Regions from separate parts of the Xenopus laevis genome. Here region 2 is linked to region 1. A link is a contact called in public Hi-C data. All regions are on one chromosome and are shown on one strand. The core of a region is the stretch at or near the end of the contact, and the rest is flanking DNA. Distances in the headings are between cores, read along the strand shown. Region 1 has its middle 32 kb from the start of rgcc.L. Region 2 has its middle 89 kb from the start of rgcc.L.

Region 1 (4,320 bases), core at 991-3,490:
TCAGGGGTGATGTTGCCCATAGCAACCAATCACATCTTGGCTTTGATCTTTGTTTTCTAACAGGTGACTGGCTGCTATGGGCATCATCACCGGTGATGTTTGTATCCAGTGCTCTGTGTATAATTTGAGGGATTTTGGCCATTTTTCCAGGCAGATTTACAACTAAGGTTGCTGAGGTTACTCAGATGATGCTGTACAGCTCTTTTCACTAATGGTGCCACTGATCACCAGCCCTGCAATGTTCCCTGATCTCACTCCAATTGAGAATTGGTGGAAGTATTTGTAAACAGGGCTAAAACAGCTTCACCTGGCCTAAGCAACAATGTTGGAAACACCTAAAAGAATAAGCCAAAATCAGTCCAGAAATATTGTTTAATGCTTGTACATCTTTACAGAAGCAGTATATGTAAGCATTTTTTTTTTTCAAAATGAGCAAAATATATATATTATATTGAATATACATTCTTTTATTTATTTTTATGATACAGCAGTAACTCAGATTTGTGTTGGTTTTACATTTACTAATTTCCCTGCATTTGTCGGAGTTAGTTCAAAGGAACAGCAACACCAACAAATGAAAGTGTTTAAATAATGAAAATATCATATACTGTTGCCCTGCACTGGTAAAACTGATGTGTTTGCTTCAGAAACACTACTATAGTTCATATAAACAAGCTGCTGTGTAGCAATGGTGGAAGTTGAAAAAAGGCTATATGGAACAGGTTAAATAGTGGATAACAGATAACACCATTATGTTCTTCAGTGCTTACTGTATCTATCTGCTGTGTAACCTGAGCCTTTTCTCCTCTGAATGGCTGCCCCCATTGCTACACAGCAGCTTATTTATATAAACAATAGTAGTGTTTCTAAACCAATATAAACAATAGTAGTGTTCTAACACACCAGTTTTACCAGTGCAGGGCAACACTACATTATATTTTTATTACTTTAAAACACTTTCATTTTTGATGTAACTGTTCCTTTAACAAGTGATAATGACCTGCCCCTTTCCTTTACCCCTTATTGGTCAATTATCTATGTACCAAGAATCTACTTATCTACAAGGACCAAACATGGAGTAGTTTTTAGTTTCCCAGATTAGAGATAACAAAAACCATATATTTATATTTCATGACAACAGGTAAAAAGTATGCTCAGAACATTGCACTCATGTTGAACTAATTGGTATACTGCCCCTTTAAAGACTTAAAGGAAAACTATACCCCAAAATGAATACTTAAGCAACAGATAGTTTACATCATATTAAGTGGCATATTAAAGAATCTTACCAAACTGGTCTATATATTTAAGTAAATCTTACCCTTTTACATCTCTTGCCTTGAGCCACCATTTCGTGATGGTCTTTGTTCTGCCTCAGAGATCACCTGACCAGAAATACGACAACTTACTTACTGTAACAGGAAGAAGTGTTGAAGCAAAAGACAGAACTCTGTCTGTTATTTGGCTCATGTGACCTAACAAGTATGGTTTGTTTGGTTTGTGTGCACAGTGAATCTTACAATCTCTGGGGGCGGCCCTTATTTTTTAAAATGGCAATTTTCTATTTATGATTACACAATGGCACATACTACTAAAAAAGTATATTAATATGAAAATGGTTTATTTACATGAAGCAGGGTTTTTCATATGAGCTGTTTATGCAATATCTTTTTATAGAGACCTACATTGTTTGGGGGGTATAGTTTTCCTTTGAAGCTGTAATTGATGCAGAGTTAGCACTACAAAATATTACAATGCAGGGATAGAAAACGGAGGCAAGTTGCATGTTTTGGTTTTTTATTTTCCTCACACAAAACAGTCATGTTAAAAAAACAACCATTTTGATTGCTGAAATGTGCTTTGAAATAAAAAATATCAGCGAGAGCACAATTTCCACGATTTGTTATTCAGTAAAGTGAATGCTTGGAACTGTATAATGTCACATTATTGTGGCAACCCAACAAGAATCAAGCAAAGGGAAAGCTACTCCAAACAATTAAGGCAACATGATTTCCAAGAAAGTTTTGTCTATTTCCTTTCTCTGGTTCATGTAAATATCTCCTGATTGTGTATATATAAAAAGTATCCTACATAGCAAGGATTCCAATACTTTACCCCCAATGAGCCAAATGTAAAAAAAGTTGCAAACACAAGATTCTTGGGGGTACCAAATATGAGCTGTGATTGGGTATTGGTAGCCCCTATATGGACTGGCAGTCTCCAGGAGGCTCTGTTTGTTTTAGTCAGACAAAGCTTGCCTCCAAACCAGGAATTTCAAATAAGCACCTGCTATTAGGACACTGGGAGTGACAAACCACTGGTTGGGGATCATTGCTATAAATTATGACAAATGGTTTCGAAGCTAAATGAGATTCCACAAATTAATCAGTCAGCAAACGCACAACGGCAGGATACGGTCATGAATTTTCCTAGAGTAGCATAAAAAGGCTGTTGTATACAGCTAGGGTTGCCACCTTTTCCGGAAAAAATAGCGTCCTTCCTATATATTCATCTTTTTTCCCTATTAATAACATTGGGATCAACCATCATTTTTACAGGCCAGGCCGGTAAAACACCAGCCTGGTGGCAACCCTATATACAGCAGAGGTGTATTTTGTCTTTCCCATTAATCATTACAATCAAACTTTGTTTCCCACTAATGCTGCATTTTCCAGCTACATGTGCAAACTTTTTTCTGTAGTGCTGATAAATGTATCTAAGCAAATGAGTTTTACGTTATTATGCACATAAAACATTCAGCCTATTATGTTCTTCAACTGTACAAAGGGTACATAGGGAGCACTGGCAATCTCAGAATATCCCATTTTTCATAGTTTTCTTACTTGGGTGCCTTTCTGTGTAAGACAGAGAACTACAAAGACAACTGACTAAAGGCGACATAAACAATAAGATCCGTTTGTTTGTCAAGGTCGCCAAACGAGCGGATCTTAACCCAATATGCTCACCGAAAGGCAGGGTCAAACGATCAGATTACAATGAAGGAAATGGGCGCTGGCGGGACGAGGATCACATCAACTAGCCAATCTGGCCCTCGAGTGCCAAGAAAAATCAAACCTGCCCGGTCTATACCTGGACGATTTTTGGCCTGATATCGATCGAGGAGACCCGTCGGAACCCCTATACACAGGCAGATAAGCTGCTGACTTGGTTTAAAGGACCAATATCGGCAGCTTTAATCAGCCCATGTCTGGCCACCTTAACACTGCACTTTCTCTCCATATACATAGGGGTCTATTTATCATGCTGTGCAAAAAGTGGAGTGAAGCATTACCGGTGATGTTGCCCAGGGCAACCAATCAGCAATTAGATTTTATCAATTAAAAAAACAAAAGCAAAGATCTGATTGGTTGCTATGAGCAACATCACCGGTAATGTTTAAATCCACTTTTTCACAGTATGATAAATAGACCCCTAAATGTAAATGCCAATTTTTCTGTGTATAGCAGCCAGTCAAGTTCAATACTGACATGATTATTAGTTTTCAGTCACGATTTATGGAGGATATGATTCCTAAAGGTGTAATATAGCCTCTATTAGTAAGTTCTATCTGCCATTTGATTTTTTTAATAAAGGAATAAGAAAAAACATTACAAAAGCCATTCCATTCCTGCTTTCTGCCTATTAAATGGGGTGTTTCAATTGCTTTTTCCCTTAAAGGGGTGGTTCACCTTTAGGATAACTTTTAGTATGATGTAGAGAGTGATATTCTGAGACACTTTGCAAATGGTTTTCATTTTTTATTATTTGTGGTTTTTGAGTTATTTAGCTTTTTATTCAGCAGCTCTCTAGTTTGCATCTGAACCAATCTGGAAACTAGGGTCCAAAATAACCTTAGCAACCATGCATTGATTTGAATATGAATATGAATAGGAGAGGGCCTGAATAAAAGTAATTAAAAGTACCAATAACAATACATTTGTAGCCTTACAATTTGTTTTTAGAGGGGAGTCAGCGACGCCCATTTGAAAGCTGTAAAGAATCAGAAGAAAAAGACAAACAACTATAAAAAAAATAAATAATGAAAACCAATTGAAAAGTTGCTTAGAATTGGCCGTTCTATAACATAGTAAAAGTTACCTTAAAGGCGAACCACCCAATTAAAGACTATTTGAACAGCAGCAATTCAAAGGCTTTGCCAGGCTTTTACCATATTGGCCAAGCTCAACTTGTGTCAGTTATAACATTATTATTGGGAAAGGCAGCTTCGGAAAACACTCTCAAATTACTTCTGCGGCAACAAGATTTCTTCCCATGATTCCTGTATAGAATGTGAGTAATGAATGCACCTTGAAATGCTGA
Region 2 (3,934 bases), core at 295-2,794, 120 kb before region 1:
GTACATATGTGTGTTTTTGCTATAGATCTGAAAAATTAAGAAGGAGACACACTTTCATGTGATTTATTAAAATGGCCTAATTTTTTCCTAGTTTTTATTTTTGCACTTGGGTTCACTCACCAATAGAACCAAATCATACTGCTAGAAGGGATGTACTAGTGTATTTCTCACTAAATACACCTTTAGCTTTCCAACTGCTGTGGAAGTACAACCTGATTTAGATAAATACATAAGGTCCTCTGCATTCAGCCCATTATAAATATATTAAGGACACTGAAACATTTATGCCTTAAGATACTAAAAATACCTTACCCTTTAAACAAAACAGGGATTATTTGTCCATATATTGCAATATATTTAAGATGGCCAACTACGTCAAAGTCATCCCTGGTATGGCCAGCTCTACACTCAACTTCCATCTGATTCATTAAGAATTCTATTGCTTCATTATACATTTTACAAAGGGACTAAGTTTTACCTGCAACTTACTTGCTGCTTTCAAAGTAAAACTCCCAAACTTGGCTGCCCTTTTATTAGACACCAGTGGGATCACCTGACTATAGCTGGAAAGGGTGGGAGCTACAACATGGAGCTGGTCACTGCTCCTGTATAAACTATAACAAACAAGGGAAAGGTACCACTAATTTAAAACCATTTTGCAGGGGTGCAATGAGGCTGTGACCACAAAATACATATAGACAAATACAAGAGTCCTCTGCACTCAACCCATTTTCAATATAATGGGCTTAAATATACAAACAACCCCTGTTTTGTAGGGCAGAGACACATGCTCAAATTCAGTGAGATTAGTCGGCCGGCAACAAATCTCCTTTTCTTCGGGCGACTAATCTCCCCTAACTGCCTTCCCACTGGCTAGAATGTAAATCGCTGGCGGATGGCACTCAGAGCACTTTGTTTTCCAAAGACGCCCGATGTTGCTTCACAAGGAAACTTCGGTTGACTTTGGAAAACGAAGCACTCCGGCGATTCACATTCTAGCCGGTTGGAAGACAGTTTGCGGAGATTAATCGCCCCAAAGAAGAGGAGATTTGTCACCGGGCGACTAATCTCCCCGAATCTCAGCGTGTGTCTCTGCCCTAAGGCATTGTTTAGTAGCTTAAGGCACAAAATGTTTTAAAGTCCTTAATATATTGATAATGGGTTTAGTGTAGAGGACCTGTGAATTTTTTGGTCACAGCCTCATTGTACCCCAGGGCCGGAACTAGGGGTAGGCAGAGTAGGCACATGCCTACGGCGCAAAGCTGGGGTAGGGCGCCAGGCACGTACCTCCTCTGTCGCCTACCCCAAGTCCGGTTCCCGACTGTCTGGTTATTATCGTGTCTTTTCCGCTTCTGCGCATGCGCAAAAACTCCATTTCGCGCATGCGCACGCGAGCGCAGGCTCGCGCACGCGAGCGCAGGCTCGCGCAGGTTCGCGCACGCGAGCGCAGGTTCGCGCATGCGCACGTTAGCGTAGATTCGCGCAGGCGCCGCTATTGCCCGGCTTGCCTAGGGCGCCTAGCCAGCGTGGGCCGCCTCTGTTGTACCCTGATTAATGGTTTTAAAAATTAGTGGTGAGCACAACGTTCCCTTGTTTGGTACAACCTGATGTAAGAGATATAACATTAAATGACAAATCAGACTTCATTTCCCAAGAGCATAACATTTTTTAGATGAATAAAAAAAATTAATAAAATTTTGCTGAAAATTTGTTTGGGGGTGAGAGCAAGAGGGGTTCATCAATGATTTGTTGCTTTGGATAAATGCTGAGATTTGTTGTTCTGTATGGAGCACCAAGGTGGCTATCCATGGAATAACCTTTGCACAAAACACTTTATTTCCTGACACCCAGAGCAGTTTAGCATGTGCTGGAGATTACTCTCTATCCTAGTATTCTTGGCAGCACCCACATTGGTTGAGCTTTTCTGAGCTTTGTGTGGAATCCACGTCATATGACCAGCAATGTTTATTAAAGTAAAAAATACAGTCATATTTTTTGTGTTCCTTGTTGCATAGGATTGTAACTGAGAGTCAGTACAGAGCTAGTCTCTTTGATGTTCTAATCCACAAAGCCTTCAGATTCTTTATGTACTCACTCGGCCTCTCAGTTGCCTTAAATTGCTCTGGGCATAGCTGCACTGAAGCCTATGATATGTTGCTAATAGTAATGCTCACATAACTCTATGCCATATTCCATGGTATTTTAAATTAGATAAAGTCACGCTTTTTTAGACTACGGTACTTTTCTCTGCATCCCCTGCCTGCTGTGCTACAATCGCTGGTGGCAAGTGCAATGATCATCCCAACACAAACGGAAAGATCCTTCTCTAATAAAAGATGGTTCTTCCAGGGTGCCCCCAGCAGTAAGACCATTGCACTACATGCCTATGCTTGATGCTGCTATAAATAAGAGGAAAATTTAAGGATTTCATGCACTGGAGATGTGTCTCTCATATTAATGTATTTACCCATTTGTCCATTCCACTCATAGGGCAACCTTCCTAAATTCCAGCACAAAGACTAAGCTGATTGCAATGAAACAGCCCTCATCAAAGTAGCTAATAACCTTCATGTTGTTAAATCCTCAGGCTTTTGCTGTGTTCTTATTCTGCTTGACCTTTTAAAGCATTTAAAGGAGACCTTTTATCCTCCAAGTAAATATTCTCCAGTAAAAAACACGCCTTCTTTCTCACAGGGACAGAAGAGCTTCTGCATTCATTTATATGGTTTTTCAGCCAAGAATTGTAATGTTTTCCAGTGATCTGGCATTTTGGATTTGGTACAGTTGTTCACATACAGGCTGTGTGCAGATCTTATTGCTAGGCGGATCTTATTGCTACTTTCCCTGTTACACCCTGCTATTAAACAGTATATGAAAATGCCAAGGGGAGGCCCTGATATTTAGCGTTTTGGTTTTTTGTGTTGACAAAACAGCTAAAAAAAAACCATATACCCATTAGTATCTGTTCTATATCTTTTACACCACTCTTTACATGCCAAATAGTCTTATGCCAAATGCATTGAAAATTCACATATTATTGGTTTCATAGGCTTCAGTGCCATTCTGCACATAACTCTGATCCCTGTGTTTGACAGTGAGCTAATAGTAGGGTGTTTGTACTTGCAGTTTGACTGGAGCGTGGAGCCCCAAACCAGCATGCTACATTTTTATTTGATGTTTTCTGTCTAGAGTCAGAAAGAACACTAGTCAAAAACTTTTAGGGTAATATCAGTATGTGCCGGTACAGATAGGGGACCTGTTATCCAGAATGCTCAGGACCTGAGGTTTTCTGGATAAGGGATCTTTTTTGTCATTTGGATTACTGTACCTTAAGTCTACCAAAACATAATTTAAAAAAATTTATGAAATTAATTAATGAAACCCCAATAGGATTGTTTTGCCTTTAAAAAGGATTAATTATTTTTTAGTTGGGATCAAGTACAAGGTTATGTTTTATTATTACAGAGAAAAAGGAAATCATTTATAAAATGGGAATTATTTTATTAAAACAGAGTCTAGAGAGATGTCCTTGCCATAATTTAGAGCTTTCTGGATAATAGGGTTCTGGATAACAGATTCTTTACCATACCAGTGCTTGTTTTCCTACTGCAATTTTATCCTATTTGGGGCTGTTAAAGGGCATTTTTTAGGCTACTTAAAGGACCGGTAACATCAAAAAAAAATTTGTTTGTATACTACCAAAAAAAAACATCCACATATTAAACTTCAAAAATGCAAAGTCTTTATTTACAAATAACATACTGAATCTCCGCTTGCACTCCACTTCAGAAAAGTTGACAGTGTGACGATCCATCGTGCGGCGCTCAATATCTCCTCCCTGGCTATCTCCTATAAGGAAGGCAGGGAGGAGAAATCGAGTGCCGCATAATGAATCACCCGATCGCCTTTCTAAAGAGGAACGCAAGCGTAGATT

The links. A called contact is a pair of places that touch in the nucleus more often than the background predicts.
Region 2: a contact with region 1 is called in a Hi-C map of the XL177 cell line, with 4 times the contacts expected there. The contact joins two enhancer-like sites. A contact is called at or near these places in 3 of 4 Hi-C or Micro-C datasets (the XL177 cell line, the XTC cell line and animal cap).

Annotation. Positions count from the first base shown.
Region 1 is chr2L:138,682,726-138,687,045 of Xenopus_laevis_v10.1, reverse strand. No RefSeq gene overlaps it. Among protein-coding and RNA genes, the nearest start is that of rgcc.L, 32 kb to the left of the region's middle. Within about 2 kb of position 2,240, at least 1 of the 7 cell types and tissues checked has an H3K27ac peak or open chromatin away from gene starts, as enhancers often do.
Region 2 is chr2L:138,803,396-138,807,329 of Xenopus_laevis_v10.1, reverse strand. It overlaps a transcript of vwa8.L not described here. Among protein-coding and RNA genes, the nearest start is that of rgcc.L, 89 kb to the right of the region's middle. Within about 2 kb of position 1,544, at least 1 of the 7 cell types and tissues checked has an H3K27ac peak or open chromatin away from gene starts, as enhancers often do.